Linked DNA regions of Mus musculus: region 2 is linked to region 1. Evidence: chromatin contacts called from public Hi-C data. All regions are on one chromosome and are shown on one strand. Each heading gives the region's core, a stretch centred on a gene start, on an enhancer-like site or on the middle of the called end of the contact. The rest is flanking DNA. Distances are from core to core; before and after follow the strand shown.

The links. A called contact is a pair of places that touch in the nucleus more often than the background predicts.
Region 2: a contact with region 1 is called in a Hi-C map of rod photoreceptor, with 2.4 times the contacts expected there. The contact joins two enhancer-like sites. A contact is called at or near these places in 13 of 39 promoter capture datasets (the 3T3-L1 cell line, the HPC-7 cell line, cranial neural crest and 9 more), 2 of 15 datasets of contacts at CTCF or cohesin (CD8 T cells and pro-B cells), 47 of 484 Hi-C or Micro-C datasets (the AML12 cell line, B cells, the BV-2 cell line and 26 more), 3 of 115 datasets of contacts at active chromatin or transcription factors (CD8 T cells, large pre-B cells and memory CD8 T cells) and 3 of 9 other capture datasets (adipose tissue, liver and pancreatic islet).

Annotation. Positions count from the first base shown.
Region 1 is chr1:80,290,168-80,294,261 of GRCm38.p6, forward strand. Cul3 (cullin 3) reads right to left here. Exons shown (of 16, transcript NM_016716.5): 4 at 1-75. Among named protein-coding and RNA genes, the nearest start is that of Cul3, 48 kb to the right of the region's middle. Within about 2 kb of position 2,569, at least 7 of the 459 cell types and tissues checked have an H3K27ac peak or open chromatin away from gene starts, as enhancers often do. A contact at or near this core is called in rod photoreceptor, where this site is marked.
Region 2 is chr1:80,406,979-80,410,927 of GRCm38.p6, forward strand. No RefSeq gene overlaps it. Among named protein-coding and RNA genes, the nearest start is that of Gm38673, 19 kb to the right of the region's middle. Within about 2 kb of position 1,748, at least 32 of the 459 cell types and tissues checked have an H3K27ac peak or open chromatin away from gene starts, as enhancers often do. A contact at or near this core is called in rod photoreceptor, where this site is marked.

The DNA.
Region 1 (4,094 bases), core at 1,319-3,818:
AACTTGATCTCGAAAAATTATTAATCCCAAATTGTAGACATTTTCTACATTATTCTGTTGTACATATACACGGTCCTGTAGTTAAAACAAAATAATGTAAAGCAAAATTATTGCATATATAAAATAATCTTCACAACCTACAATAAAAATTGTTTTAAACAATTTGGAAATTTCTAGTACCTCTCAAGTTATATAAAGTTAAATCTTTACCATGGTTACTAAAACAAATTTAAAAGAACTTTGTCTACTATACAGATAAAAATAAAAAGTACTGGTAATTGCAAAAAGTCTTCTGTGTCAGCTACATGATAAGTCTATGGAACATTAAACAAATATTATAAAGAAATATAGCAAAGAGCCAATCAAAGTATAAAGGACACCCAAGAAACTTAAGTATAGTTATGTAAAATTAGTAAGAATCTTTTACAGCAAATGCCTGACATGTATGTCTAGTTACTTCAAGTAAGACAAAGGCTGCATGTATGAAAGGCATGTTTTAAACAAGATCTTACTGTTTATTAGCACTGAGAAGGAATTCGGCCTTGAGGTAGACAAGAACACGTTCAGAACTTACTGCAGTTGGAATCTCCCCTTTATTAACTACATGGTTGATTTTACATTAATACAGTAATAATGTAGCTCTAATCATTTAAATTGCAGATGTTTGTTAATTTAAAAAGACCCTTTACTACTCTCAAAAGGAACCAGGGATAATAAAAAAAAATCACCCCCAAAGACAGATAATAAATACATTAAGAACTAATTTTAAGTGTTGTATTCTCAGGATTATACCAAATGCAGTTACGTCAACTACTTACGGCAAAGAATGCAAATAAAATAGCCTGATTTGACTTGCCCTTTAAAACCCCAAATTCAGACATTTTAAATATAAAATATCTGAAAGCTCAATAAAGTCTACATCTCATCAACATAGAGATAAACCACATTTTAATTTGATTTGTATTTCTCTCACAGTAGTTATTTCTTGCCCAAGCACGGAGAGCGAACAGGAATCTTCCTAAGCTTGGGAGGCAGTCCATGGCACAAAACGGGGATCAAAAATGGAGACCATCTCATGCCTGTCCTTTCACAGAACTGGGTAGGGAGTCAGATCCTGCTACTGACTTTACAATGGTTCATTTCATAAACTAACTTGTAAATACAGTATCTTACAACTTTTCAGTCCTTGCTAAGAACAACTAACTATAAACTAGATAACAATTTTTAAGAAAAGCACTACTTGTTTAAAAATACCAACGTAGGAATTGGGGTAGAGATACAGTCTAGATATAACCTTAACCAGGTGATCTCCATATCAAATTCCTTCCTCTAATATCTAATTAAGGTCTACGGGTACCTATTATCTCCCAACAGACAGAGTTAAGGAGGTACCTGGCTGTACAAAGCTGCAGATATTAAAACGTCAACCATTTTAGCAAAGTTTATCCTTTCCCTTCTGACAGCTCAAAAGCACCAAGACACCCAACCGTTTACTAGGAATATAAAAGATCAAACTCAGATCAAAAGCATGTCTAGAGGTGCAAACACCCACGATGCCAAAGTAGTTTTAACCTAAACAGAGTCAAGAAATACCAGTGTAAGTGGACCATATGGCTTCATTACTCAAGAAATGGTATGAAAAGTCATATTACAAGTCATGGTCCGTGGCTCCGAGTTCATGAAATAATCAATGTGCAAAAGGAGGAATGTTTAAGTTCTACCATTCCTATCTAGTCTTTATTTTGAACAATGTTTGCTTCCAAGATTAAACAGGTGCTGAGGCTGGTAGCATACACCCATACCTCAACATCAACAACAAAATGCCCACTACACTAAGCTCTTCATAGCTAGTCTCTCAGAGCAAGAGTTTGAACTCACCTTGATAGGCTTAATCACAAGACAAGGTCATATATCAAAAAGTAATAGAAGTGTTTTAAAACAAGGTTCCTTTCAAGCCATGAAATAGATAGGTTAAAAAGGGCTTAAAACAATGAGAACAGAAACAAAAGAGAAAAAAGTCAAAGCACAAAAACAGTTTTTCTACAGAACCAGGAAAAAAAAGTCTAACTCATAGTTTACAAAATGAACTTAGTATTTCCTCAATGCAACTCTGATTGTATTTTTTACAAAGGTCACCAGGTAAGGTGTAAAACAGTAAGCTGTCCACTGACTGTGAATACACAGCACTATCTCCTGATAAACCGAGTAGAAAAGCACAGGATGGATTACTGAAAAACCTCATCTGGATGCCTTAAACTCAGTCATGGTAGTTTTAAAGAAATTTAACCTAAACAGAGTCAAGAAATACCTGTGTAAGTGGAGCACATGGCTTCATTACTCAAGAAATGGTATGAAAAGTCATACAACCACTGTACAGTGGGCTCAAAATCTTTATCAAGGCTGTGAAATTTTAAACTAAATACCATTCTAGTTGTTGAAAGAAAAAAACTTGTAATTTTCACTCAGGAATCACCTATCAAAACACAAGATAAGATAAACTCTACTGTTCTCCACTGTAAAATTCTATAATCAACAAGCAGGATAAAAATAACATTAGGAAGTAATCTCTATTAGACTCCTGGGAGCTCAGAAGACGTGTGGCATACATCAGGGAGGTGGAGAGATGGTTCAGTGGGTAAGAGAACTTGCTGCTTTTCCAGAGAACCCAGGTTCAATGCCCAACCACACAGGTCTAACTCCAGTCTTGGCAATCTTCTGACCTTGACAGGCACTGCTTGAATGTGGAGCCCAGACATACTTGCAGACGCGCGCATAAACACAAACACACACACACACACACACACACACACACACACACACACACATATATTCAAAAAGCATAAAACATTTTCAATCAGCCCTATTTCTGACACTTACTATGACCTTCATATCTGTTCCAATATCTATAAGCATCTACCTCAAATGTCATCCATTTGCAATGTTAACAACAATAGAAAGAAATGCCAAAGCTACGGCTGCCTTCAAATTTAAAAATAAAAACCCATTACTAAAATAAAAAGCAAATCCAGATGTGGTGGCACATCATGCCTTGAATCCCAACACTCAGGAGGCAGAGGCAGACAGACCTGAGTTTAAGGTCAGTTTGGTCTATAAAGTTCCAGGACAGCCAAGACTACACAGAGAATCACTGTCCCAAAAACCTAAATAAACAAACATTCAACAGAAGAAAACAATAGCAACAAGTAAACAACAAACAATAAGTGGTGGTCAGGAGAGAATGCAGAGGAGCTGAACTCTTAGTACTGCAGTACTAAGCAGAAAATAGCATCCAAGTTTGTCTCCCCTACAAGAGCCTCCTCCCAGGATGAGATTAGCTAAACCACCGGCCTCCTTAATCAGCTGAAAACTTCTCCACTCAGAGAAAATATACAGACTGAGTTTCCGGATGGCTGGTGGTGGTGGGTCTCCCTTAGAGCACAGACCCATCACATCTCAATTTTTCTACAACTGGGTTCGTGTCCTTTCTGTATTTTCTCGTACCCCAATCAGATTTCCAGAACTAAGCCATGGAGAAAATACAACAATAAAACAAAATCCAAAAAAAAAAAAAAACAAAAACAAAAACAAAACAAAAAACAAAAAAAAAACCCAACAGAATAAAGAAAACTCAGCATTAAGATGCTACCTGGCAGTCATGCAGTCCAACAGCATGGCTAATACTCAGGCTTTTAGCTGGGATGTTAAAAGGGGCTACAGCCACTGTGTAGAAGGCTATACACTTAATAATACCTTAAAGTAGTTTCCACCAGATCATGTTTTCCTATTTGTCAACCTACTAAAACAAAATTAAACCTTCTTTAGAAGAAAGAAGTTATCATTCATTGCTTCTAGCTTTTCACACAACACCAGCGGTCAATCCACAGCTATTAACATTGTCCTCCATCAACACAAAGCAAAGATTAACTCAGACTCGAATGTCTGAATATTTATTATAACTGGAGTGGGAGGTGAGAGGTGGGGGTCAAGGAGGGAGACAGTGACACAGTTCAGGAAGCCAGTGTTACATGCTAAGGTATTACTCAGACCACTTACTCAGACTTTTAAAAACCAAAAACATAACAATATCAAGGATA
Region 2 (3,949 bases), core at 498-2,997, 120 kb after region 1:
GAGTGGGGGTGGGTGGGTATGGGGGACTTTTGGTATAGCATTGGAAATGTAAATGAGCTAAATACCTAATAAAAAATGGGAAAAAAAAAGTGGGGCCTAAAGGAGCCAGGTAACTTGTTTAAAGTCAGCTCGTAAGTGGTGTTGGTGAGGGCTCTGAAATTTCAGGGTAGGCGATCTAATCCCAGAAGGTACAATTTATACATATTCAATACCTCTTCTGCAATCAAGGTTTAGAAAATTTCAAGCCACCCGAGTCTGCTTTGCTGTGAGGTGAAGAGGCTGAAACAATCTATTCTTCTTCTTCTTTTCCTGAGATTTATCTGAATTCTCTTAACTATCCTTGAAAACCAAAAAGGACAACAAATACTTAAAATGTATAAGATGTGGACATTTAAGGAGGTTTTACAGATGGATGAAGAAGCAGTGGGCAAGAAAACAGACTGGGTAGGGAAGGGTAGCTTCCGTTCTACTTAAACCTACAGCAGTGTAATGCAGGGCCAGTTAATATCTCTGAGCACCAAAGTCATCATTTGTAAAATGAGTGGACACATTGCTTAGTCGTTGTCTGGAACTCGCACATACCAAAGATACACCTACATTAAATGATACCAGGAGAGGCACCGGGTGGTTCCTGGCACATGGGAAGGGCTCAGGGGATGTGAGTCCTTGTAATATTTGCAGAGGCTAGTGGTGGAATTCTAGACTGGGCATGGATCTGCAACTAAATCTCAGATAAGCATCTTAAAACTTGGAGGTTCAATTCTGTTTTTATCAAGGAGAATTAAGTTCCTTGGAAAATGATTTGGGGGAGTTTAATTCCTTTTTTTAAAAAAAATTATTATTTTCTTTATTTACATTTCAAACGTTATCCCTTTTCCTAGTTTCCCCTCCGAAAATTCCCCATCCTCTTCCCCTTCCCCTGCTCCCCAACCCACCCACTTCCACTCCTGCCCCTGGCATTCCCCTATATTGGGGCATAGAGCCTTCACAGGACCAAGGGCCTCTCCTCCCATTGATGACCGACTAGGCCATCCTCTGCTACACATGCAGCTAGAGTACCATGTGTTTTCTTTGGTTGATGGTTTAGTCCCAGGGAGCTCTGGGGGTACTGGTTAGTTCATATTGTTGGTTCTCCTATGGGGCTGCAAACCCCTTCAGCTCCTTGGGTACTTTCTCTAGGTCCTTCATTAGGGACCCAGTGCTCTGTCCAATGGATGACTGTGAGCATCCACTTCTGTATTTGTCAGGCACTGGCAGAGCCTCTCAGCAGTTATATACTATATATATATATATATATATATAGTGCATTGTCACAGTACATGGCTAGCCAGCATTTCTTAGTTGACATATTGGTTACTAGTAACGATTTATTTATTTATTTTGTGCAGTAAAATCTATGTGTAAGAAAACAAAACCAAGTAAAAGCGAGGAAGATGGGACACATACTGAATTTCTATGTCCACATGGAATATTAAGAAATAAAGTAGCATGCGAAAGATGGCCTGGTTCAGTACACAGGTGGATGGTACTTCACTGGATCACTACATCAATGAAGGGAGAGGATGGTTTGAGAAGTGAAAAACGAGTTCTTGATGTGCCACAGGGAGCTTGGAAGCCTTAGTGACTTTTCCTGTTTTGTGGTCCTCACAGGGGATCTTGCCTAGTTTGAAACTGAGTGAGCCCTCCAGCCCCTGCCTCTGGAGCCAGAGCCTATGAAAATTAGGAAGGATCGCCCTCTAGAGGTCACATTAACAGCATCATTGTGAACCCAGGAGGATGTGGGCAAGATGCCAATCTCCTTCATGAGGACCTTGCAACTGAAAGCAACTTGCTAATTTGAGAGGCCACGAATTCAAGGTTTGCAAAGGGTGGAAGGCTTTACCACGTGGGGCTAATTAGCACAATTTAGGTAATTAGACAATCCAGTTTGCCTCCCTTCTGAGGCTTTCTCATCACACTAATTGAATAAAGCAGTGGATCTTTAATGACAAATCCCTTTCATAAGCAGGAAATTAAAAATCACTAAACAAAAGAAACAACAGTTAATTAGCAAGAGGTGGCACATTTCTTCGACTCTGTCATGGCGACAAGAGTAACTATTTAAACATCATCTTTATAATTCGGTTCATTTGTCAAGACTAGAATGTATGGAAATATCAGGGCCACTAAATTTTGCTTAGATTTCTACCTTATACTATTTGTCCAGGAATGTGCTACAATTAATAAACTATATGACTAAAGGTGTGAAAGATAAGTCTAGAGGGATTTAGACAGAGACCTGTATCTTTTTGAAGATTTAATAAACATTTGCGAAGAAGGCCTAACTAAGCAGGGTAAACACAACATCCAAATCTAAACAAAATGTCTTCGCTCAAAATAGCTCTCATTATGAAACACACATACACATCAAAGATACATATCCACTTTGACCAGACAGATTCTAGTGTATTCATGTTAGCATTTATGGCACAAGCTACAGACACTCGCTTTTAGAGTCATATGATTTACGTCCATAATAGCAAGCTTCTGGTGATGCTGTTCTGTCGTCTCTAAGGCTAAACAAAGCCCTAACAACTTAGAAATGGGTACATGGTAGGACTCTGTAGGCAATAACACTCAGTTCTCTGTTACTATTAGCATGTGGGAAAACTGCATTCAAAAGGAGAAAAAAAAAAACCCCACATTTGTTTTAAGATGCCATACTTCTGAATGGTTTTTTTTTTTTTTTTTTTTTTTTTTTTTTTTTGGTAAGTCGTTCAAAGTGAGCTGAAGATGAATTGCTGATTGAGCCCTGGCTGCAATTCTTCCCAGACCATAAATTCTCCCAGTCAGGCACAAAATCAGTAAACAAGACTTATAGCATCGGGGAAGTGCAAAGCAGAGAGCTTCAAGGCAGGATGTGGAATTGACTTGTAAGATGAAGCCCTTAGATACAGACCTACACGACCAGAAAAAAAAAAAAAAAGTCTTTTTTTGACAAAGCACAGAAACATTGGGCTACTGATTTAACCTGAACAAGATGTATGGAAAAGTCTTATCGAGGATCCTGGCCAGAGATTATTCTTTTGAGGACTAGATTTTCCTGCAACTTAAATAGCATGTCAGTAAATATTACCTACTTTATATTCCCTAAGGGTTGTATTAATAAAGGAAGGTATCATTTAAAAATGTTTTGAAAATGTCTCTGTCTAAAGTGTCTAAGTGTCTAAAGGACACTGAAAATGATTACTAGCCTGAACTGATAAACGTGTGTGTGTGTGTGTTCTGCTCTCTGTCTATCTCTCTGTATTGAGTGTAGAACATGTACAAAGGAGTGTGCTCATTTGTGCAGAGGCATGGGGTTAAGGTAGGGCCATATTTTCCTTCTCCTTCCTTCCTTCTTTGTTTTTTAAATACAAGGTCTCTTTGAACTTGCAGCTGATCTCAGTTCAGCTGGCTTGGGTGGCCAATGAGACTCAGAGATTTGCCTTCTTCACATCCTCAGTGGGGGGAGAGGCATACACCCAGCTTTTGTTTCTTACATTGAGGGCTGGGGATTGAAATTCTTATGTTTGCACAGCAGACATTTTTACCAACTGAGCTGCCTTCCTGCACCATGGAAATATTACCTCTTGGCAATAAAATTACTTAGCATTTAACAAGCAGTTAAAATTTAAAAAAAAAAAAAAGTCTTGGGGGAAGGATTGAGGAACCTGGAGGGGATAGGGACTCTACCAGACCAACAGTGTTAACTAACCTGGACCCTTGGGGCCCCCAGAGACTGAACCACCAGCCAAAGAAAAATCATGGGCTGGACCTAGGCCTCCTGCACATATGTGGCAGATGTGCTGCTTGGTCTTTATGTGGGTCCCCCAACAACTGGAGCAGGGGCTGTCCCTTAATCCTGTTTATCTAGCTGGGCCACCTTGTCTGGCCTCAGTGGGAGAGAATGTTCCTAGTCCTGCAGTGA